6 separate regions of the Mus musculus genome follow, and regions 2, 3, 4, 5 and 6 are each linked to region 1. The links are chromatin contacts, called in public HiChIP or PLAC-seq and promoter capture Hi-C maps. All regions are on one chromosome and are shown on one strand. Each heading gives the region's core, a stretch centred on a gene start, on an enhancer-like site or on the middle of the called end of the contact. The rest is flanking DNA. Distances are from core to core; before and after follow the strand shown.

Region 1 (3,617 bases), core at 417-2,916:
CTACTTCCTGTTTGTAAAACTGAGAAAGGGTCCCGCTGGGAGAGGTTGACACACTCTACAGTAGCCCTGTACACTTTCCCTCTTCCCCTAAAGCTTGTCTGAAAACTCGCTTGTGCCGGGAATAGTGAAAACAGTGAACCATTAAGTCACTAACATCTTTGAGAAAAAGTTTTACTGCAGAGGCAAGTTTGCAAAGGGAGTGTATAGAAACAGGAGAGTCCCAGAAAGGATCCGCGGAGAGCTCTTGCCAGGCCTTCCTTGTGGGGGAGGGGAAGCAGTGGACCCCCTTCCTAAAGAGAAAGAAGGCCAGAAACAGTTTACACTGCCCTGTCCAAGTACCCAAGCCACAACTCCACTGACACGGTCTCCTGTCATACTCCCACCCCAAGCCACGAACACAATTCCACCCACGCCCACTCCCCACCCTTATTTAGCCTTCTCTGGTCTGCAGCTGCCTCCCTGACACGAAAGGCCTCGCCTTTTTTACTTAAGAAAACTCCCTATCCTTCAAAGGAGTCAATCACAGGCCCCTCTGGGATTTCGGGTCCGGCCATGGAGGCCAAAATAAGAAAAGTCCTTCCGCGAACTCCCATAAAAAAACCTGATCTTTGCGTTCTCTCCAGGATTTGGCCCTTCCTACTTTGAGTCAGGTTAGGCTCCTGCGTTCCAGTGAGCGCTCCCAGAGGGCAAAGTTTGGCCTCTGTAACCTACAGTGCTTAAAAGCAGTGGAGACTCCACAACCGCTTACAAAAAGATAAATTAATTAATAAATTTTTTAAAAAATTTTAAAAAGGCAGCAGGGGAGCAGAGGTCCGGAGCCACCGATCTTAACCTGGCTCCACCTTCCAGGGATGACTTCCAGGAAAGCCTGCCTCTCTTTGCCTCGCCTGCCCTGACTGTAAAATGGGAAGACTCCGAGTCACTGGGTCCCTAGGCCCTTTCCGCGGTGACAACTGGGATTCCACGAAAGCTCGAAGCCACCGGGCGCGGCCCCGCCCCCTGGGCACCCAGAAAGGCCCGGGCCGGGGGCGCGCTGGGGACTCCCGCATCCGCCCCTCCCCCACGGCGTGCACCCCCGCTTCCCGGCCGGGGACCCGCACTTCCGCGGCGGGCGGGGCGGAGCAGGGCGCCCCGCGCTCCCCACCACCCTCAGCGGCCCGTCCCCCGGGGGGTCGGGGGGTCGAGCGGCGCCCGCGGGCCGAGGCTGCGGGAGGAAGCCTTCGCTACGATACCTGGGGGAGGAGGTGGACCGGGCAGCGGCGGCCGCGACGGCTGGAGGCGGAGGCTCGGGCGGAGGAGGAGGTGCCGGGCACTCCCCCTCCCATTGTCCCGGCCCGGCCCGCGGCCCGCAGCGGCCCGCTCCGCCCGGCCCGCGTCCTCCCCGGTGCCCGGCCCCGCTGCCGGCCCTTACCTTGCAGCGGCCGGCTCTCCCCCGCCGCTAACGCTACTTATCCCGGGAAAGCTCGAGCGGGCCCCGGGAGCGAACCCACAGACAAAAAGTGAAACTTCAGCAGCAGGCCGGGAGTGGCTGCTGGTTGGTGCTCTCCCCCTCCTTCCTCCCCACCCCCTCCCCGCGGTCTCCCGTGCGGTGCCCTGAGCGCTGGAGGCTGACGTCAGGGGCCTGAATTCCTGACTTTGCCTGCACGCATTTGTCCATGTAAGGTATGGGGAGGCGTGTGCCCGCGGGCCGCCGCACTAGCCGGACGGGGAGGGGGCGCGGGGGGCAGCGGCGGCTCGAGGTGGGTGACCCTGGGCAATGCACTTCCTGGAGGAGGGGACGCGGGGGGAGGAGGGGGTACAGGGAGCATGGGAAGAGGAAGGAAAAGAGGGATCTGCCTCCACTGGAGGAAGAGGAAGGAGATGCAGGAGGAAGTCGAGAAACCGGCACAACTCGGGTCTGTTCTGCAGACGACAGATTGGAAAGCTGAGCTTGAGCAAAGAGATCCTGCCATGGAACACCCCACCCCCCACCCTAAGAGCCTCGTCGGAGCCCCGCCCAGGACTCCAGCAGGACTCAGAAGTCCGGGATGGTAGAGAGCAACTTCAGTTCCCTTCGCACAGGAGAGCTCCGAAGCTGGGACCTGACCCAGTCCTGCCCCGTGGAGAGGAGCCAGTATTCTACTCTTAGCTGGGTTTCCGCCTCCAGGCACGACCCGGCCTCTAACTGTGAGCTTAGACCCAAGTTAGAGCTAGGCAGATGACTTGACCCACTGAAGTGACTAACCCCAGTTCCTGGAAGGTTGTGGTTGACAAGCCTTGAGAAACAATGGCAATCGAGTGCTTCAGGGCAACTTCCTGTCCTTTGTTCAAAGACAAGAACCTTTGGAGTTTAACTTTTGCTTCCCAACCCTGCCCTGCCGGAAAACCAACCAGAAAGCTTGCTCTGTTCTTACAGCTTAAAAAAAGAAAATACACGAACTGGGTGAACTGGTTTGAATAAAGACAAGCCTGTTCTTGGAAGGTTGGGTTTGGATATTTTGTGTTTGATATTTGTAAAAGTGAGCAACGATGAGAACCCCTTTTACTAGGTTAAGATTCCGGCTAGGAGACACTGGAAGCCCTCTGGCCCTCAGTAGTGAACGCTTTTCATCCCGGCACAAGAGAGGTTTACATAGACACTGTCACAAACTAACCAAAAACACAGATTTGGGTGTGGGTGTGTGGGTGGGGGTGTGGGTGTTTCTATCCTGTATCCTTTGCTTTACCCCAGTCTCCCAAACAACTTCAACCCATGCTAATAACACAACCACCCATTCTGGTCTTTGATTGGGTTGGGTAGGATCTAAGGAAAATACCATAACATGACCTGCACAACACAGCTGTCTGAGCATGCCCCTGACCTTCCCACTCTCAAGCCACCTTCCACCACCGTGGGCCCTCACCTTCTACAGCCTAACTCAGTCATGCAGACAGAAAAAGTACACCAGGGACTTCAGGGGTGGGGACGCTCCAACGTGCCTCTTCTCCGGTTATATTTTGATGAACCTTTCGGACTAAGTGTCAAAGTACGTACTCCTGTACTTAACATGTATTGAACATTTCTCCGGCAGTCTTCAAAATTCAAACACTTCTGGGGCCAAACTGCTTAACCCCTTTGCCCTCCCAAGTTTTCCAGCTACACACACTCAAAAGTAGGATTACAGCAGGAGAGAACACGGGTACCTGTGCGTTCCACGGGAAACAGGCTCCCAGGGGTCCGGCTTTTTAAGAGATCAGTGTATTCACTCTACCCTAAGCATTTCAGCCAATGCGTGCCCTCTGTGCTACTGCAATGGAAGTCATCCATTGCTCGTTTAGGTATAACAGAACTTGACCAGCATCCCTTGCTTCCTTTACTCCCTTCTCAGTAACCCACTTATAAAGAATAATAGAGTTCTAATGAGGATTAATAAAATTTAATAAGGTATAATTAGAGTCATTCATTTCCTCAATCATACACATTGTAAGAGTGCTGTGTTGATCCAGAAATGCTACTAATTATGTTGAAACTGTTCTCTGTGTTGGGGGAGATCACTGTATCGCTTCTCCTGAAGTACTGATGCATCACTCAGGTAGGCATGGTGTTCTCATGAGCATTATAGAAAGTTATAATCACAAGAGATCATTGCAGCACATGG
Region 2 (3,966 bases), core at 1,386-3,885, 540 kb before region 1:
CCTGTAATCCATCCAATAGCTGACTGTGAGCATTCACTTCTGTGTTTGCTAGGCCCCGGCATAGTCTCACAAGAGACAGCTACATCTGGGTCCTTTCGATAACATCTTGCTAGTGTATGCAATGGTGTCAGCGTTTGGAAGCTGATTATGGGATGGATCCCTGGATATGGCAGTCTCTACATGGTCCATCCTTTCGTCTCAGCTCCAAACTTTGTCTCTGTAACTCCTTCCATGGGTGTTTTGTTCCCAATTCTAAGGAGGGGGCTTCTACTTTTTATATGTGAGAAAAGATTGTTCATATATCAGTTCATATATCAGCTCCAATATTTCTCTACCCCGCGAAGTCCCTGTTAACATTTCATGGCTGTGTGCTCTTCCTCTCTCAGAAGCAGAAATGGAATGGTCATTTCCAGGACATGTTTGTGAGCTTGTTGTCATCCTGCAGTGCTTTTTGACGCACTGAGGGTTTAGGAACAGAGAAAAGAGCCATTTCCTCATGAGTCAGGAGAAATGGGGTACCAGGCATAAGCAACACTCTAAGGACCACTCACTTCCTTGTGTGAGCAACATTCAACCCCCAGAGAAACTAATAAACTACAATATTCTCAAGGTAAGACCTAGATTATTGCCCCCAAAGTTGCCCAAGAGTGGTTTTATAACCTTAATATGTAGGGATCAAGCATAGGTTAGATAATAGTGCTATCATGAGAAGAAATGTTACACTACTATTAAAATCCAGATTTTGAAAGGACACATCTAATAACATATTGGAAAATATCTTTAGGAGTAAAATACATTATATACAAATCTATAAACATGTCTAATATATGAGAATATATATTATATAATATATAAACAAATATATTTTGTATATGTGAATATATGACTGCAATTTCATTTTAAAAATCAGAAAGATAGGGCTGGAGAGGAAGTCAGTGGTCAGAGCACTTGCTACTCTTCCAGAGGACATTAATTTAGTTCCTAACACCCATGTTACGTGGATCATTGCCACCTCCAACTCCAAGGAACTTAACATCCTCTTCTGGCCTCCAAGGGCACCCATCCAAATGTGGCACACACACACACACACACACACACACACACACACACACTCATACACACACTGACACAAATCTTTTTGAAAACGGAAAGGGATGAGTTGGTTATTTATATTTAAATGTTTATGATTCAAAGTACATGTGAGATTACACGTGACTTGAAATGCAGTCCAGAATTGAATGTCTGTAAAAATATGAAAATCACAATGGAAACCACTGGAAACACTATGTTGTAGTGTCAGGATCACCCAGAGAGCTTTAGAGAAAACTGTCCTAACAGGCTTGACATAGTGCCTGTGCGTCAGCTCTGAAAATGGCCAAATCTAGACGTGAGCATCATCGTGCTGGCCAGGAGGATGGAAATGGCCTGGAACTCAGAGCATGTTCAAGAAGCTCAGAACTAAAGTCTAGCAGCGTGGGAAACAATATTGGTGCAGTGGAAATATTAGTAAGAGCTACACAGAAAGAAGGCTGGAGAGAAGGGTCAGGGGTTAAAAGCACACTAGAGGACTCAGGTTCAAATCCCAGCATCCACATGGAGGCTCACAACTGTCTGTAACTCCAGTCCTGTGAATCTAACCCCCTCTTCTAGACTCTATGTCCACAAAGCACTCAGGTGGTGTATAGACACATGCACAGACACAACACTCATGCACATAGACAATTTTTCCCCAAGAGCTTCATGGAAGGTAATGCAATCACTCTACTTGTCTCGTAACTACTCCTGAATGCATCACAACCTGTAAAGACACTGCATTCACTTTTTGATTGTTTTTAAACAGAAACTTAGATTTTTCTTAAAAATTTATAGAGAAGTGTTGTATTTTAATTCTCTGAAACATTTAGAGTGAGTTCAGCTTAGTGGTCTAGGTTCACTCCACGGAAAGTTAAACTTACCAATAATAATGATGATGATGATAGTAATAATAGTAATAGTAGCAGTAGTAGCAATAATAGTGATGACAATGATGATAAACCTTCAAGAATACTGAAAATAAAAACTAGTCTTCAACTCAATGGTAGCACACACGCAGCACACATGGATCCAGTCCTGAAGTCAGGACTTTCTGATAGGACAATTCCAGGAAATTGAGCTGGGGATCTGCTAAGGTGGGTGGGCACATTAGTGAGGAAAAGCAAATGTGAACAATAGTGTAATAGTTCACACTGGGAGTGTGAGCACACCGGCTCCTCCTCTTACTAGCCAGCACACAGCCTTGCCCAAACAAGACAGAAAGATACGCACTCTTTGTTTTTGCAGTCATAACTTTTAAAGTACAATTTGTAAATATCTGACCTAAAATAATAACAACATGGACTTTTCTGTGTCTCCTCTGGCCTTTTATCTGTTGAATTCACACCCACTACACATGAACATTCAAATTTACATTCCAGTCACCACCATAATGAATTTCTAAAGGGAAATTTTTTGACCTTTAACACATAGGCAATGATTCACTGCTGACAGGGCTTAATGTGATGGATTTAGAAATCTGATTACCACACTTCCTTGGGAGACTCAGCTCAAAACAAAACTAACCCTGTTGCACAACAGTAAAAATGAGCTCCGAGTCTTGTGGATTTGCATGTGTAGCTGAAATCACAATGCGCAACCTTCTGAGACCTCTCATCTACTGCGACTAGAACAAGATCTTCCTTTTCTGATAAAATGCCAGTTTGATCTGCTTACTGTTTAGCAGCTGCAGACAGACTTTTATTCAGGCTGCAGTAGCACACTCAAAGCTTTCCGATCAACTGGAGAGTTTGCTCTCAAAATGCTCAGCTGCTTGGTCTCTACCTGGCTCTTCCATTCGTCCTCTGCCCTCTTGCCCCTGGGATTATGACTACGCATGTGTCAATCTTCCTGCCTTCACATCTTCATCTAGGGTTCTTATCCTTGTCCCCTCTTTCCCACTAACATCATGTGCCACAGACCTTCCCATCCTCCCTGAGGAAGTGTCGCCAATTACCCAGTTCGAATAAATGCCTTCCTCGTGCAATCTCTATGTCCACTTAAATGCTTTCAAAATCGGCTTTTATTTATTTTACAACTTTTTTTAAAAAAAAGTTTCCTTCTGACAGATTTCCAGAGAGCCAGATGTTGCACACAATAGGCTTTCAGGTATCTTTTTAAAAGTGGGATTCTACGAAAGTGGTTCTTTAGAGACAGAGATGAAAACCCTCGTAGGTTTTATAAACACACACACACACACACACACACACACACACACACACACACACACACACAGAAATTCATTAGAGATAAGGAAAAATTAACATCAGTCAAATTTGCATTAGAATCAGAACAGTCTCATGGCAAGTTATTTTTCTTGTCTTTCAGAAGTCAACTGAACTGAACACAGACTTGGCCCTTTTGGTTGGGAAGAATGCTGACACACAATATTGTTCACAAGGAGTTGGGTGCTTCAAGGACAATGACATTTGTGCATGGAAACGCCTACCTTCCACTTGCCCGGAGGCCGATTGTAAACATGTTAAACAGTTTGCCCAAGGCACTCTATTCCAGACTGCCTGTCATATAAACAACATTAACAGTTTTGCTGAAGAGAATAACTAAGTGATTCTCACCTTACTTTCTACTTTTTCCAGGACTCCAGAGTAATATCTGTCCAGCTAGCATGAACTATGAAACCCTAGCAATTGCTGGGAGGCTCGAGGGAGGAAATAGCTAAAGGGAGAAAAGCAGTCACTGAAACTGCTACAGACACAAGTGAAGATGTCTTGACTGCCAAAAGAGACTCCCTAGGCTTCCCACATTATTATTCATAAGAAGAAGGAAGCTGCCAGGCCGGCAGTGAGCACACCTTAAATCTCAGCATCGAGAGGCAGCGGCAGAGGCAGAGGCAGGCAGATTTCCGCGAGTTTGAAGCCAGCCTGGTCTACAAAA
Region 3 (3,631 bases), core at 55-2,554, 980 kb before region 1:
ATCATTTCTGTGGCCAAACTTAGGAACTGTATCCCATATCCCAGAGGTTTCACTCCAATGGCTGTGAGTAGCCCTCTGTTTCCCAATAGCTACAGGCAAACTGTCAGTCTAGCTAAATTAGATAAGGAAGGACGCTCATTTCCTTGGACTTCAGACCAATGAAAACCTTTCAACTATAAGAATTTTTGCAAGAAAGGATTTGAAGTAGCAAGGCATCTGTATCTCAAAATAGGCTGTCATCAGGCCATTTTCAACATATATTTTTTTTCCTTCTGGCTTCTAGACAAACACAACACGATTTCCACATAGGAGTGGGCAGACAGCACCTTCGTCATAGTCTTTGTGCTGGTCAATGGAAAGACCTTGGGGGCAGCTTCCAATATGCCTGGGCACGTTCACAATTTTTGTGGCTTTTCTCAACAGTGTTTTCCAGTTAAGAACTGTGAACATTTCAACCACAAGCTAAGGGCCCCCCAATAAAGGTCTATGTCATGGAAGATGGGGTACACTGAACTTTAAGAAAGCCAACACTTAGGAAAGATAGCGATTTTTTTTTCTAGGCTAATCAGTGGGGAAAAGAAAGAGAGACGGAGACCAATTAGACAGCAAGGACTGAACAACCTATTCCGATCGTCTCCTCCATCCATCTTTGTGCAGGGACAATAGTAATAAGCCTGGGTTGAGAACTCGTGTCCCCAGTCTTCGTGTGACCCCCCCCCCCCCCCCCCAGAATGTGCTCTTTGTCACTGTCTACCAGGATAATCAGCTCAAGGAGGACTGAAATGAAGGAGAGAGTGAACATTTTTCAAATTCTGGATCTTTGGAGAATCCTTCCTGTAGCCTCCTCTGAGTGAGCCCCCTTCACTCCTTCTGTGCCACCTGGGTCACAAGTATCAGCATTTGCCACACGCCGTATACTTAATACTTCTCCAATCTCACCGTTTGCCCCGGAAAAACGAATACTTCACACATTGCTCCCCAGAGCTCAGCTCTGGCATGCTTGGCACACTGCAAGAACTGAATAGATACTGAATTAATGGGCTGACTCCTAACTCCATGGAGATAAGGAAGAGAAGGGGGAGGAGGGCGACTCTTAGAGAAGCTGACTTCCACTTCACTCAGGGAAAATCATGACAAGCAAAGTCTTCCCCAAGTCAATTCTGTTTTACCAGAAGTCCTCTGAGGCTGGACAACTAACAGTCCGGATGCCCGAAAAGGGAAGTCTGCTTTGAATGGTCACCAGTTTACTGATTCTGTGAGTATTCCATTCCAGGCCATTAGCCTCCTGGTTGATCTATGAGAAGAGTCTCTCGCGCCACCTTCCTGTAGGAGGCGGTACTGTCTCCCAGGTCTGTCAGCATCTGAGCTGGCTACTGAACTCCACTGAGCTCTGGCAGTAAATTTAAAGAGAGAACTTTGAGCAGGAGAGGTCTGCGGTTGGGAAATCATCTTAATCATCCACGATTGAGCGGATTTGATTAGAAGAGTGATCTCAGCAGTCAACATGAAACCTTACACAGACAGTAGGAGTCTCCGATGCATTCCCAGAAGAAAATCCCCGCAAATGAGATCTGAAAATCGGTCATATCCCCTTTTTCTTTTTTTTGAACTGTCACTTTATGGATTCGAAAGGAAATTCGTGTACAATCACAGAGCTAGTGCCTTGTAGAGTTGGCACAAAATTCAGCTGATTACAAGGCCAGAATTCATTTCGTTGCCCAATGCTGTGGAGCCCACTATAATATAACACTTAATTATACAGGTTTGGCAATACAAGCCAAAGCATATCCCAAACATAATAATAGATGCTTAAACTACATATGGGAAAAGCATGCTATAACTTGGTTAGCCTATGACGTGAAGACATTCTGAAGGGACTGTTTGCACTGTTTTCCCACCAAGGGCTGAGTTGTACTCTTGTACCAGGTGGGGAGGGTTAACTGTGCTGTAAACTGTAAAACACATGATCTCACCAAGAGTCCAAACCAAATTCAAGAGACTGCATATGAGCAAACCACTAGGCTTTCCAATAGAGTACCTGCTTACACTGACCAACATCCCTGAAATGCTGTTATTAATTTCCGTCTTTACTGATGAGAATTGGCTGACAAGAAATAAGAGTCAGTATGTGAAGCCACTTTGCTTTGTGATCCAAGCCTGAGTTTTCCTGAGTAGTCAGGGCCCCACAGTTGTTTATGTCTCTGTAACTGTAATTTTACCTAAGTTGCTTTGCCCTTCTGGGTCTTATATAGTCTCTATGGGTCCCTCTATCTCCAGAATTTTTCTGACACAAATATTATGATTGGGAGAAAAGGATTTATAGGTCAATAATGTAGAGAAGTAATGAAACAGTTTTCTTTGAGGCTGTAACCCCTGGTGGGTCAACCACAGTCCCCTGGAAAGTCACATTTCCAGGACTACATGGCAATGCAAATTGGACTTGATGGGTTTAAATTAATGAAGAGGAAACAAAGTTAGGTGAGTGGGAAAGGTCTGGGAGGAGTCGGGGGAGGGAGATGAATATGTTTTGTGAAATTCTCAAAGATCTAATAAAAATGGCAAAAAACAAACAAACAAACTAAATGCAAGCACAATGGCCAGGAGAGTCAGTTCCTTTCTGCTAGATTCCTGTAACAGCTTATAACAACTGAGGGACCTCAGTGAAGGAGCAAGATGGCCACTATGTTTTATGTGCATGTGGACGAGCTTCAGTTATATACCATTATGGGTACAGCTGCGGCTGCAGCAGCCATCACCCTAAATGGAGCCAGGAATCAGCAGTTCTGAAAGATGCACAGCCTCAACATAACAGGGCCATTTCAACTCTGTACCCTAGAGCCTAAGGCTGTGCCTCTCCTTTGATGCAACTCAGAGAACTCATGTGTAAAGAAAACAACCCATCTCTTTACAGAACTGTAAGTGTAGTGGGAAACACCCTACACAGCCTAGCAACAAAGAGACTCAAGATGTCCCAGTATTTACTGTTTAGATGGTTGTTTCATAACAAGTGTCCTCAATTTCTTTATAAAATTCAAAATTAGCTATCATTTGTCTCTGCCCTGTGCCTGCGTGCGTGCATGCATGCATGAATGTGTGTGTGTGTGTGTGTGTGTGTGTGTGTGTGTGTGTGTCCCACCAGGACAGAGGTAAGTGTGCAGAGAATCTTGCAGCTCTGCCCTTCTGCACTTTCCTTAACCACTGCTGGAGCACGTCTGCTGCCACCCAGCAGCTGCCGGGGTAACTACATGGACTTCAGATATGCTGCATTTTAATGTAACATTAAAGATTGACAGCAAGCGAGAGCAACTCAAGAGAACAAGAACCCAAGATTCTAGACTCTAGGACAGATTGCTAGAAAAGAGCCAGCTCTGCAGAAAACCACTTTCTCCTTTGAGCCCCCAAGTCTTTAGTGGCTGCTCTAATTGTGCTTCAGGCTCCTGTCTGTCCTGACACCATTGCCCTGATACTGGAGGCTAACAGCACTTTCAGAAGAAAAGCTTCATCTCTAATATTTCCTTGTTATCCAGAGGAACAGACTTTGACACAACGCAAAGCAGGTGTCCTCGCATTATACAGTGAGTGCCAAGTAAATTTAGGGTCTGCTCAGGCATTCCTCGGGAGGGGTGAGATC
Region 4 (3,936 bases), core at 986-3,485, 860 kb before region 1:
ATGAATCCAACTTCTAAAATGTTGCAGTGACCCCATTAAAATGATTCCCTTGCTGTTGGTCTGGCTTTATGAAGAAGAACTAATGAAAGCTTGGTGTATTCAATAAAAATTACAGCAGGAATGAAGGGACTGCTCAGGGCTTAGGAAAACTCACTGCATTTCCAGAGGACCTGAATTCAGTTCCCGGCCACCGTTTTAGACAGCTCACAACTGCCTCTGCATCTGGCTCTGTGGGATCTGATGCTCACTTCTGACCTCAATAGGCACTTGCGTGCATGCAGTCCACACAGCTCAATAGGTACATAAATAAAAATAATTAAAAAGAGAAATCTCGGGAAGCTGAGCACATTTCTTTGTTTACTTCTAGACATCAGTATCACCTGCTTGGAGTAGAAGGAATGGTGCTAAAAGTGAGGTGGCTGAGCCTGTCAGCAGGACACGTTACCCTATGGCCTTTTGAGCATTATGTATCATTTAATGTATCATCTATTAGGCCATCTGTAAGACATGGATGATGACAGGAAGGATTCATTGGCTGGCTTTGTTTGTTTGCTTGCTTGCTTATTAAAGAGAATGCTGGCAACAGGTGCTTCTTGTTCCAGACATACAGCTAGACTGTTGTCCCATCCTCATTTCACACATGAGGAATGCAGGACCCAGTGGGAACAGGTGACTCACCCACCCTCAGACAGGAAGCCAGGGCACAGCTGCCTGACAGAAGTTCAGTGTTGCAGGGATCCCAAGGGCCAAGACTCAGGGTGAAATCAAAGCTGTGTGATAGCTAACACCAAATGTCAATTCGACCAGAACTTGAGTCGGTATGGAAACGATCCTTTAAATAAGTCTAGATTTGGTTCATTGAGGTGGAAAAAGACACCCTGAAAGTGGAAGGTATGATTCTATGGGCTGGGGTTTCGATTTGAATGAAATGAGAAAGTGAGGTTGAACATCTTTCATTATGCCTGCTTCCTGATTACAGATGTAATAGGACGCATCGCCTCCTGCACCTACCCTGCCACCATGGCCTGTGTACTCTGGAACTTTAGGTCTAAATTCATACTTCCTCTGTAGGTCACTTTAGCTGGGAATTTTATCACAGCAGATAGAAAAGCTACTAGCGTAGGTTGGAAAGGAAATGTGGAGCAAGTAGTGAACCTGTGTCAGTCAAAACCACCAATGTCAAACACATGGTGCAGGTAACTTTTCCCTCACTGCCTGTCCCCTATGTCTATCAAATGGAAATTATGCATTTGTCATTTTCAATCACCTGACTATATAGTTTTCCAGGTCCCATCTACTCAGCTCAATGACCTTAACACACACCAAAACATGTACTGGTAAAAAACATTTTATGTTGCTATCCTCCAGCGATTAGATCTATCGATGTCATCGTCTCTCCTATGTGCTTTCTAAGTTCAGGGGCTTACGTTGTGCTGGACAAGCATCCAAGTGACAGCAGATGTAGTTGGCCTTCCTGAGCTTGCTTCATTCTACCTCCCATGGTTGGAGTTCCCATCTTTCCGTAGTCTCTGTTTCTTGCCTCCCTGTTTCCACAGCATACAGAGTCCAGACCTTTAATGGCACTCAGGCTCCGACACCGGGTCCCATTCGTTCATTCCAATTTTCCATGTTCTTCTTCCTCACATATACACTAAATTTTAAGCTATACCCAGACTCAGTGTTAAAGTCTAAATTCAGGAGGCCAAACTGGCTTGTCTACCTAGTAGGAACCACTAGAATGTTCCTCTGTTCTGCCACACCCTCTCAGTCTCAGACTTGCCCTGTTGAAAGCATCACCTTCCTCGTAGTTTCAAAACACGTGCCCTTGCCTTCCTCCTACCTCCTTAGATGGCCCTTTGCCAATCTCTCTCTGTGCCCTGGAGTGTGAGCCTGGAGGAACAACTTGCATTACTTGAGATGAAATTAGATGCAGATGCTAGAAGGGAGTAATACTATAGAAAGAAGCAGAAGAAAAAAACAAACCAAGCATACAAACAAACCACCAGCTTTTGGCTTCCGATGAAAGTATGTCTACATAGCTTCAAATCAGAGCTGTGCGGCTGGTTCTCCAGAGTAGCACCTGGAACGCTGTTTACCAACCCTTTCTCTTGTCTGTTCAGTTGCTTGCGATGCTTTGAAGTCTGCAAAAACTACTATCTCCAATCAGAGCTGGGTTTCCTCTCCAGACAGGAAGACTGCCCTTCAACAGAGAAGCTATGCTTCTATTTGTGGTCTGACTATAGCTATGACTCATCCAGTCAAGCCAGAGGCTGTTTTGATCCTTCGCTGTCCAGAGTCTGTTTACAGTTGTAATTTTCTCTCTTTCCTTTCGTCTTGCTCTCTCCACTCTTCTGAATTATCAGAAGAGTCATACACATTTGACAAGTAGAACCTGTACAGGAGAGAGTATTACAAGTGAACACACTTTCTCATGACACCCACAAATAAATGCTTGTGTTTACAGGTCTGATGACGGAGTTCCAGTAATGACTTGGCCTTTTTTTTTTTTACTTGATTAAATATTCCCCTGGGCCTGCCAGTCTGGACTTCGGTTATTTAACGAGGACGTTGGAACACAACCTCAAGACGTCTGCAAAACTGACCTTTTCTTAAGGTTTACTCCCAGAGCAAAGTAAAGCTTGCGTTAGACTGGATGGCTCCGGGATACCAGTTTGTAATTCACGCTCCTCAAATCCCACCAGAACCACGGAGAACCATGGGGCATATGATGGAAATTCCACGTTGCACTTGGAGAAATGGAAATTAAAGAGGAGAAGGCAACTTGTCACAAGTCACAAGAGTAGTCACAACACAACAGTGTCTCACTGAAGGGCTTGCACTGAACATCGATCAGCTCGAGGTTGACTGTCCACAGTGTACAAACTTCCTGGGTCATTTTATGGCACTGCTATGCACTCTCTTCTCTTCTGCTCAGGAATGTCACTGGCTAGAGGGACCATGGACCAGAGCAGGTAAAATGAAAGACAAGCACAAAACTGACCTATTTTTTTAAGAGCTGTCTTACTGTTAGACTTGGACACGATACAGAACACTCTTAAGAGCCATGAGTGATCTGAAAGTGTACCACCTCAGAGGCGCCACACCTACCTCCTCTCCTCTAGACCTTCATTTTCAGACCATTCTCTACAGTAGAGTTAATTCACACTTACATGAAGTTTGAAGGAGAAACCAGAATCACCAAGAACATTTTAGCTATAAGGACTTTGTTCTGCTTGGGAGAATTATTGTATCCCAACTATGACACCTTATTTTCTTCAAAATAGAATTCAGCTGACACTTCTCAACTCTAATATTAAAGATTATCCTTTGGTACAAATTTTGCACAAGCTCACTGTAGACCATTCAGAATGCACACATATATTTTTTACACAGAAAGAAAATAATTTGTAAACCAAAGATCCCTATTTGCTACACCTATATTTAGTTAGAATCAAATTACAATAATTTGTAATTGTGTTATAAGAGATCTCCAGATCATTGAAAAATAAAATGTATACATGCACAGCCACACACATGAAATTCCCCAGTAGAAAGCCCTGAACTTTAAATGTAATCTTTTATAGAGTAGACATGGCTTATCAACAGCTGCCCTTTTGTCACCTTCAGGGTTAAGATCGATCGTGTTGGAGGGTCCCTGAGATCCTTCTCCTCAGCTACCACAAAATAAGTAAATAAATAAAAAAGGAAAAAACAAAAACAAAAGACAAAACCGATGAACTAGCTGAGGGTGTTATTGTCACATTTTAATTATTGCACTGCAACAAAGTGAAGAATTTGAAAGGCTTGGGCAACATGGGATAGATGGTTACTCTGCTTGCAGATGTGGAGCATTTCAGGAATTGCAGCAACTGCGGAAGTGGCAAAAGGGAAAGTGGAAACCCTCCAGAGTCAGACACGTTAGGTCCGCTGGAGCTT
Region 5 (3,803 bases), core at 563-3,062, 620 kb before region 1:
GGGTGAGAGCCAAAACATGGTATCACTGTTTATGTCTAGACTTTAGTGGTCAATGTGAGTGATTTTTCCTGATGGATTTTGTGTCTGGTGACACAGTTTTGGTTGCAGAAAATGAGAATGAATCTATTCATGCTACTCAGGGAGCAGAGGCCAGGCGTTCTGCTAAATGCCAATGTAAGACTATGATTTAGCCCAAAATATCAACCCTGGCCCGTTGAAGTTGTTACTCTAGGTGATGAGATCACAGAAAGCCACAACTTTCTTTTTGCTGGCTTGTGCTTTCTATTTTTCCATAATGAGCATACATATTTGTACAATCTGTTTTTTTTTTAAGTACATTGCAAATTTCTGAAAAGATTGTGGGAAAGTCTGCAGTTTTACTATGACATCACTCATGCAAACATGCTTCCGCACTGTCACTCAGGTTTTCTTGTCAATGCCATCCCTCTCTGAACCTATTTATTTAACCTGGAGTCCCAATTTAACATAGCAGATGATTCCCAGACCACACTCCTACTTGTGTTCTCAGATGAGGCCTAAGTCTTTGGACATATACAGCCTGCCAGCAACTCAGCGAGTTTTCTTCATAACTTGTCCCTTATGTGGTCCCCTGAGGCATCTTGCTGGAACTAAAAGGTAGCTCAAGGTCTGGCAGAGAACACAAGATCTCTGGGTATATCTACATTCCCCGGTATATGTCCTTAACAATTAGAGGTTGGCTCCTCTTCATTGTCTCAGGAAATCTTTCTAAGGGATGGGTGTCCATGGTCATCAAAGCATGTTTGCTTGGAAGTTCAATCAATTGAAGAAGTGGTTTATTCCACCCGCAGACTCATCGCTCCTCACGCACATTAGACTTAATTGGTAGCTGAAATCATGACGATTTAGCAGAGCCTCTGAATTTGATGGCTGTGGTTTCTGGGCCACCAGATATAGTTCAAAAGCAAAAAGCAATCATCTCTGCCATGAAATGAGTCCTTCCTTCCAATTCCCAGAGAGCTGAAAAGTCCTGTAGGGGCTGGATTTTTCTTTGACCCTCAAACTAACGGAAACTCATATGTTATAGATATGACTCACTGAGAGAAAAAGGAATTCCAGACTTGCAAAGGGCTAAGGAGCTTCGGTTAATTTTACTGTGTGTGTGTGTGTGTGTTTCCTCTAGAATGTTCTTTTTCCCAAGAAAATGAGAAGGGCTGAAAGTCTTGCAGAGAGATTTTTTCCCCTTTGCCAAAGGATTACAAGCTTTCTATGCAAGTAGCAATGTACAGTTGAGCCTAACTGCCACCAGTGAGGGCAAAGGGGAGCTGAGGTAGCTTATTGTTTAGAGGAAAGCTTAACTGTAGAAACATATGGAGGCAATGATATATAGAAGTAGTTGATGTATGCATGTATGCATGCATGCATGCATGTATGTATGTATGCATGTATGTGTGTATGTATGTATGTATGTGTGTATGTATGTATCTATATTGTATGGATGCACATGTGCTACAAGGAACATGTAGAGATCATAGGACAGAGAGGACAACAGAGTGGGAGCTAGTTCTCTTCCTCCACCACGTGCACTCTGTGGTCTAAACTCAGGTTATCAATCTTAGAAACAAGGACTCTTACCTGCTGAGCCACCTTGATTCCCTCCGGTCACATATCTTTGGTTATGTATCCATAGTAACACTGGGGTGAGAGAATGAAACCACTCTGTCTCCCATGAGACCACTTTGAAAGAAAGGTGCCCTCCATTTCTAAGCCTGAAAGGCATCCCTGCTGCTGTGGTTTGGCTGACTTCATTTTCTTTCTGAGTAAAGTCATCACTAGTCATGTCTCCAGTGACTTAGTCCACACAGAGCATGGCTCTGAGCCTCTTTGGAGTGTGCAAACATCAGCCATCTCCCAGAGGACAGAACAAAGAACAATCTACAGGGAGGAGGTGGAAACTGTTAGCAGCCCCAAGGTAGGAGGACTTGTTTTTGAAGAAACAGCTGCTGAACAGAAGAGAGACTCCACATTCAACCACAGTTCCTTGGCTTGACGTCTTAGCAATCCTGAAAGCCTCAGAATAAAAACGGGAAAGTATAAGGGCCCTCTCCAGCTCACATAGGCAGTCTGGTCCTATTTGGGTTTCACTATTATTTATAGTTTTGGTGAATATCTCAGAACAATCACAGGGCTAAACTGAAGCATACTCTTGGGAGCTCGGAGTTCCAACTCCCACTTCTACTGTTTTTAGTCTCAAGTGGCTGTGACAAGAGGAAATCATTTTGTCCAGACAGTGAAGTAGAACAGCAGCCTGGAACTTTTCCATTGTGCTGAAGCAGGAAAAAAAAAAAAAAAAAAAAAAAAAAAACACGCCAGAGGAAGTAATATTAGTCAGTTTTTAGTCACACTAAGAACAATGGGGTAGTTTAGGTTGGCTTGACATCACTCGTTTGCATTCACTATGGCTCAGATGAAGCCACTCCAGTTGTGCAATTTCCTCCATGTTTGAATGAGTCAAGACCCCTTATGCCCTGTTACAATACAGAAAAGACCCCTTCTCCTCCCATTACCTTACAGAATATAAAACAGTTCTTCACGGGTCACAGGGAAAATATTTTTGCATACCAACCAACAAAGATCTGAAAGGGAAAAATAATGCAGTAGAATTTTGTCACCGTGGAGGTGACAAAGGACAAGAGTAAACCAGCCGATCATATTTTCTCCTGAGGAGCATAATTGATTTCTTCCTGCTCAGTGACCTCACAGGAGATAACACTCATCCCACAGAGACAGTCTTTCATTCATGTGTTTATTCATTCATGCATCTATGCAGTACATATTAGCTCAAGAACTTCATATGTCCTATATACGGGGCTGAATAAAACACAGTCTAGATGGAAATTTAGAAGTAGGAAATAACGTTTAGTTTTTTTCTACATATGAAAAAGCATATATCAGTGGTACGAAGATATGTAACAGGAAAAAATACTGTCATGGGCTTCATATATTTATTAATTTATTATTAAATTATACATACCATCAGCTGTTGTTTTTAACAAAATATCAATCCTTTGATTTTATCAATGAAGACTTGGAAGCCAGATGCTGGGGTGAAAGCCTGTTAGCTCAGAGAGGCAGAGAAAGGATCCAGCTGACCTTTCCTTCTACTTCCTGTGCATCTCTCTATCCATCTTCCTGACTTCCTCTTACTTGCTATATTTTTTTTCTTAATAATCCTATGTTCACTTCCTGTAAATTGGTCTCTTGCTCTGCTTCTTCATCTGTGGTTGAATTTATTTAATTCTATTTACAATATTCAAGCAGAAAACTCTTGGATTAAAGGTGTGTGCTAAAGCTGAGCCGCACCACAACTAAAAACAGGTTTTCCCAGTAAACAAGACAATCTCAGGGTTTATGGTGTGATCAAATACCCTGTAGCAACTGGCCACGAACATTTTCTTGAGAATCAAAAAAGCTAGAAAGAAAGCTGAAAGATTTCAGGCCATGTTCAGAAAGTTTTGTTATATTCTGTAGAAGAAAAGAGGGAGGGAGAAAGAGGCAGGCAGGCAGGCAGGCAGGCAGGCAGGCAGGCAGACAGACACACACACACACACACACACACACACACACACACACACACACACACACACACACAAGGGTGAGGTATAAAGAGTAGGAGAACAGTGGTGTCTACTTTGTGCCTTGGAAATTCTAGGCTGAAATTCTTAGAGAATTTGCCACATATGCCAAGGAGCATAGAAAAAGTCATGGAAATAGAGAATTTTGTGGTCCACATAGAAAGTTTTGTTTATTTTCTAATTGTTCTT
Region 6 (4,047 bases), core at 1,107-3,606, 600 kb before region 1:
TGCATGTTTGTGTGTGTGTGAATTCAGGCTTTTACATGTTTTACATTTGTCTCATTTTTTTTTTCTTTTCTCTTTTTTTAATCTTTGATTTGGGAGCTGAGGATGTAGCTCAATTGGTAGAGTATCATGAAGGACCAGATACGGTCTCCCACACATCCCAATGTAAACTGGGTGTGGTTGCACATGTATAAATTTTACCATGCAAGATATGGAGGCAGGGTATTCAGAAGCTCAGGGTCATCTTTGGCTACACAGAGAGTTTGATGACAGACTGCATTACCATCTTTTTACTCCACCTTTTTTCCTATTGATTTTTGTGGGTATATACTTTCTTTCTTTACATGGTAGCTACTGAAACATTTACATATAAATTTAATTTCAAAATCTGGTTATCCAACTGCACCCTTTACCTAAATCAACAAAAACTCTCACAGCTTAAATTCTTGTTCACTGTGCTTACATTTTAATGCTGTCCAGAATTTCAGCTTTGCTGGTTTATTTTTTCAAGTAAAAGGATTGCTCAGTATAACAGTCCATGCAGATTTAACTATGTGGCTGCTATTTTCTCTGCTAACCATTCCTTGTTGAAATACTGCTATTCTTTCCTGGTTTATTTCTTTCTGAAATATTGTGTTAAGAATCTTTGCTTTGGGTCTAGGGACATCACAGGTTTGCTCAACTCTGTATCATTATTGTCACACATCATTAAACAATCTGTATGCTAGCCCTGCACTGAGTCAGGTGACAGGACTCAAGCTCTGCCTTGTCATGATTCTGGACGTTGGGGAAATGCTTTTATATCGCTGGGACTTAGTTTTTCTTTGGCAGGTCATCGTGAATGGTCTCTAAAGGTCCTTCTATCTCTCAGAATCTCAAGTAGGACAAAATGGGTACACAGAACATTAGACTACATAGAACAGAATGGGCTTGTCAAAGAGCATCAAGTGACTGAGAAGGTGAAGAGATGGGAAAGGAAAATTACATCATCCATGCTCCTTATGATTTCAACTTCCTGAATTTCCCCAGGATTCATGATGTACTCACCATGCATTCAAAGATGAACCTTCTATGTGGCAGCTTTAAAAACAGCTGCCTCTGTGAGAGCCCTCCTGCTCACAAATCTCAGATGTTTGACCAGGTGCTGGAGAGAGAGAAGGGCTTCTCTCCAGTTTTTGTGATGGGAGACTCAGTCATACTTTAGTAAGCTTATACCCTAAGGCTTAGTGCACTGGGTGTTTTTGTTTTCTTGACATCTGCTGAATGAAAAAGTGAACTTGTTTTTTTTTTTTTTTCTGTTATTCTTAGAATATAAATGAGGACAAGATGATGACAGAGCATGAAGAATGATTAAATGCCAAGTGCGTAAATGCGGTCTTGCTCCCTTGTATCTGATTCATCCATCCCTTTCTCCTAGAGATCTGTACTATCCACTCGCCCCACTTTGGATTATACCTGCATTCCTCATGGTGCCTAAGCAAAGAGTGATTGTGGTGTTTGAGAAATAGTCATAGTACAAGTGGAGAAAAAGTGTCAAACGAGGGTAGAATTCCACCAGGCCCACCTCAATGGACCTACTTACTTGGGTCTAGCATTAAAAGGCCACACATACACACTCATACACAGAGAGACATGTGTGTGTTCCCATACGCACACATACACACATACGCACACTCACAGACGTGTGTGTGCACGTGCGCGCGCGCACACACACACACACACACACACACACACACACACTTCTGCAGAGTTCAGAAAGAGGGTGCTGAAGTGGTTTGCGAACGTGTCAGAAGTTGAGCTCATTTGTGTTGATGGAGTGGGGGCTTCATGTTCTTGCAGCATAACTCGCTCTGAGAGGCATTCCCAGTCTCAGAGGACCATATGGAAAGCAACTGGTGAAAAAATGAATCACAGTAACTGGGCTTAAAAGGAAACAGAGATCATCTGACTCCGAAAGAATTCCACACAGAGGCAAGTTAAGTGGAATGAGAAGTTTATTGGATTTTTAAATATAAAGTAATTCTTTTACAGAAAAAACTGTGATTTTCATATTTATTCTCATTGAGCACTGGGGAAACACAATCAAAACTGATAGAATGTAAATAAAATCATGTTTTAATATAATTGAATAATGTGTAAATACAAAAGAAATTACCCAAACCACTTTCTTGTAACACAACTTCTGATTTTCAGAAAGGATTATGTGTGCTCCCGTGGGGATGTCAGCGATGGTTTATGAGACAGCAAAGATATGCAATTTGCTTACACTGTGAAAATACCAAGGCTCTGTCAGGATCATGCAGATGAACAATGTCATATCCTCTATGCGTCTGTGTAGCTTTTCCTAAGTTGGAAATGTTACTGAGTCTTGAGGCTGCTGCTGGTGAGGCTGTGATGGTGGCTAGCTAGGAGGAAGTGCCTGCTCCCAGGAGATAGGTTTAGCACAGGGAAAGCCTAACAGCTTTTCTCTCCTGTCCTTACCCTGTCCCATTAAACATGACTTAGCTTTCATATCAAGCTCTCTCTCATGGCCACAAGTCACCAGACTGAAACTCAGAGCAAGGCCACACTGTGTCTGTCTCAGTTTGTTTGTTCCCAAGGAGGAGTACCTGTGTATCCCAAAGACTTGAGGACAGCACACAAGAGATTTTAGAATTCTTTTCTAGCACTGAAATCTGATCAGGTCAACAGCAGAAAATTATTAGTGTTGAGATTAGATAGAGATCAAAAGATAGGTAACAGGAGAAATGGGAAAAAGTACTGCCCACCTCTAAAAAGAAAAAAAAAAAATCAACCTGACTCCAATCATGACGTTCCTAAAGAAGTACGGCCATAGCCCTAAAGCTACTCACCAGTCCTGTTCCTTCAGATCTCGTGGGTTGCTGGGATCATACTGGGCAGAGTGGCAGACAACCACGATGGCACTAAATCTGTCTCCCACAGTTTGTCCCCTCTACTTGCATTTGGTACAACTGAGTAGGAGTGGTGGCATTTCATGGTAGCTTGGTGACCACTAGGGCATCACTAATGTCCTTTCAGGAAGGCTAAGTGGATGGGGCGACACATCTTACTTTCCTCACAGGCATATTCAAGGGAATATGGAGCCAAATGACTTAGAAGGAAAGGAAGCGACTTGGCAAGTGTAATCTGCCAGCTGGTTGAGTCAGACGACACATTGAGAACAATCTTTTTTGGAATCATGTCCTCCGTTCAACCCTTGTACGATCATACGGTATCTCCATGTACCTCAGCACATCTACCTGGCTCACCTCCGAGCACGACTGCTGGGTAACCACTCACCCTCCCAGGCTATGCTGCTGCCTCCTCAAAAATACCTAGAGTTCCTGTCGCTGACAGAGAGAGCTCCAGGAACAAAAGCCCTCAAATAGCATGGACTGGTATTCTTAGGAGCTGGAGTAAAAATGCTTCAAGGAGCTGGCAGGGATGCCTGGCCCCCTGAGCTTACACTCCCTATAGCCAAGACGTTAGTTTTCTCTATGTTAGCCTGTAAGATAAAAGAAACCTGCTGACACTCAAAACTTAGCAATACTTAGTTTTTAAAACACACATGACACATATTAATTGCCTTTCCCTCTCCTGATGAAATGTTCATGATTGTATTATTTCCATGAAATACGGGTTCCTCAGCAATTTGCCACTATTCCTGGGATATAAATGCAAAGTGGCTGTGTCAGCAGGAAGTGCAGGAGACTCTTGTTTTAGCCCATTTCATGGTAGCCACTGAAGGGGAGATTGGAAATGAGCCACCCTCTTCAATTTGGCGATGCTTCCTTATCTCAGCACCTACCCCTGCTGATGGTGTTTGTGAAGCCCGAACAGTGTGAGTCCGGGTACCGTGTGTACATACATATGTAGGAATAACGTTTACGTTGCTCAGAATAGGCACTCTTTGAAGGCAGCACATCTAAAAGTAAAGTTAATAGAGCCTATATTTAGCACCCAACTTCTCACTTTGCTGATGTGTACGCTGAACAGAAGATCACAGATTTGAAATCAGTCTCGCAGAGGCCGGAGTCGGGAAATGGCTAT

Evidence for each region. Promoter capture Hi-C pulls out the DNA fragments that hold promoters and counts their contacts. HiChIP or PLAC-seq counts read pairs in DNA pulled down with a chosen protein or histone mark.
Region 2: a promoter capture Hi-C map of 3T3-L1-derived adipocytes shows a contact between it and region 1, with 10 times the contacts expected there. The contact joins the enhancer-like site here to the promoter of Lpp in region 1. A contact is called at or near these places in 12 of 39 promoter capture datasets (the 3T3-L1 cell line, 3T3-L1-derived adipocytes, the C10 cell line and 7 more), 5 of 484 Hi-C or Micro-C datasets (the 3T3-L1 cell line, 3T3-L1-derived adipocytes, brown adipocytes and 2 more), 9 of 115 datasets of contacts at active chromatin or transcription factors (bone marrow-derived macrophages, craniofacial prominence, embryonic forebrain and 5 more) and 1 of 9 other capture datasets (embryonic stem cells).
Region 3: a FOXA1 HiChIP or PLAC-seq map of pancreatic cancer cells shows a contact between it and region 1. The contact joins the enhancer-like site here to the promoter of Lpp in region 1. A contact is called at or near these places in 3 of 39 promoter capture datasets (the 3T3-L1 cell line, 3T3-L1-derived adipocytes and hippocampal neurons) and 2 of 115 datasets of contacts at active chromatin or transcription factors (large pre-B cells and pancreatic cancer cells).
Region 4: a contact with region 1 is called in a promoter capture Hi-C map of pre-B cells, with 2.0 times the contacts expected there. The contact joins the enhancer-like site here to the promoter of Lpp in region 1. A contact is called at or near these places in 9 of 39 promoter capture datasets (3T3-L1-derived adipocytes, the C10 cell line, cranial neural crest and 5 more), 3 of 484 Hi-C or Micro-C datasets (bone marrow-derived macrophages, myocytes and pro-B cells), 6 of 115 datasets of contacts at active chromatin or transcription factors (bone marrow-derived macrophages, craniofacial prominence, forebrain and 2 more) and 2 of 9 other capture datasets (embryonic stem cells and macrophages).
Region 5: a contact with region 1 is called in an H3K27ac HiChIP or PLAC-seq map of heart atrium, with 5 times the contacts expected there. The contact joins the enhancer-like site here to the promoter of Lpp in region 1. A contact is called at or near these places in 6 of 39 promoter capture datasets (the C10 cell line, cranial neural crest, liver and 3 more), 1 of 484 Hi-C or Micro-C datasets (Sertoli cells), 11 of 115 datasets of contacts at active chromatin or transcription factors (the 230-238 cell line, bone marrow-derived macrophages, embryonic basal ganglia and 7 more) and 1 of 9 other capture datasets (embryonic stem cells).
Region 6: a contact with region 1 is called in an H3K4me3 HiChIP or PLAC-seq map of bone marrow-derived macrophages, with 3 times the contacts expected there. The contact joins the enhancer-like site here to the promoter of Lpp in region 1. A contact is called at or near these places in 4 of 39 promoter capture datasets (the 3T3-L1 cell line, hippocampal neurons, liver and 1 more) and 7 of 115 datasets of contacts at active chromatin or transcription factors (the 230-238 cell line, bone marrow-derived macrophages, embryonic basal ganglia and 4 more).

What each region holds. Positions count from the first base shown.
Region 1 is chr16:24,391,399-24,395,015 of GRCm38.p6, reverse strand. Lpp (LIM domain containing preferred translocation partner in lipoma) reads right to left here and starts at 1,666. Exons shown (of 13, transcript NM_178665.5): 1 at 1,412-1,666. Lppos (LIM domain containing preferred translocation partner in lipoma, opposite strand) reads left to right here and starts at 1,361. Exons shown (of 2, transcript NR_037954.1): 1 at 1,361-1,662; 2 at 1,909-2,460.
Region 2 is chr16:24,932,555-24,936,520 of GRCm38.p6, reverse strand. All of the region lies in intron 10 of Lpp (LIM domain containing preferred translocation partner in lipoma), which reads right to left. Gm52245 (a long non-coding RNA gene) reads left to right here. Exons shown (of 3, transcript XR_003951917.1): 2 at 387-610; 3 at 3,400-3,906. Among named protein-coding and RNA genes, the nearest start is that of Gm52245, 6.9 kb to the left of the region's middle. Within about 2 kb of position 2,635, at least 74 of the 459 cell types and tissues checked have an H3K27ac peak or open chromatin away from gene starts, as enhancers often do. A contact at or near this core is called in 3T3-L1-derived adipocytes, bone marrow-derived macrophages, brown adipocytes and 2 more, where this site is marked.
Region 3 is chr16:25,374,569-25,378,199 of GRCm38.p6, reverse strand. All of the region lies in intron 4 of Tprg (transformation related protein 63 regulated), which reads right to left. Among named protein-coding and RNA genes, the nearest start is that of Tprg, 90 kb to the right of the region's middle. Within about 2 kb of position 1,304, at least 33 of the 459 cell types and tissues checked have an H3K27ac peak or open chromatin away from gene starts, as enhancers often do. A contact at or near this core is called in pancreatic cancer cells, where this site is marked.
Region 4 is chr16:25,247,285-25,251,220 of GRCm38.p6, reverse strand. No RefSeq gene overlaps it. Among named protein-coding and RNA genes, the nearest start is that of Tprg, 38 kb to the left of the region's middle. Within about 2 kb of position 2,235, at least 72 of the 459 cell types and tissues checked have an H3K27ac peak or open chromatin away from gene starts, as enhancers often do. A contact at or near this core is called in bone marrow-derived macrophages, pre-B cells and pro-B cells, where this site is marked.
Region 5 is chr16:25,009,715-25,013,517 of GRCm38.p6, reverse strand. No RefSeq gene overlaps it. Among named protein-coding and RNA genes, the nearest start is that of A230028O05Rik, 48 kb to the left of the region's middle. Within about 2 kb of position 1,812, at least 82 of the 459 cell types and tissues checked have an H3K27ac peak or open chromatin away from gene starts, as enhancers often do. A contact at or near this core is called in the 230-238 cell line, bone marrow-derived macrophages and heart atrium, where this site is marked.
Region 6 is chr16:24,990,505-24,994,551 of GRCm38.p6, reverse strand. Lpp (LIM domain containing preferred translocation partner in lipoma) reads right to left here. Exons shown (of 13, transcript NM_178665.5): 13 at 1,974-4,047. Among named protein-coding and RNA genes, the nearest start is that of Gm52245, 51 kb to the right of the region's middle. Within about 2 kb of position 2,356, at least 21 of the 459 cell types and tissues checked have an H3K27ac peak or open chromatin away from gene starts, as enhancers often do. A contact at or near this core is called in bone marrow-derived macrophages, where this site is marked.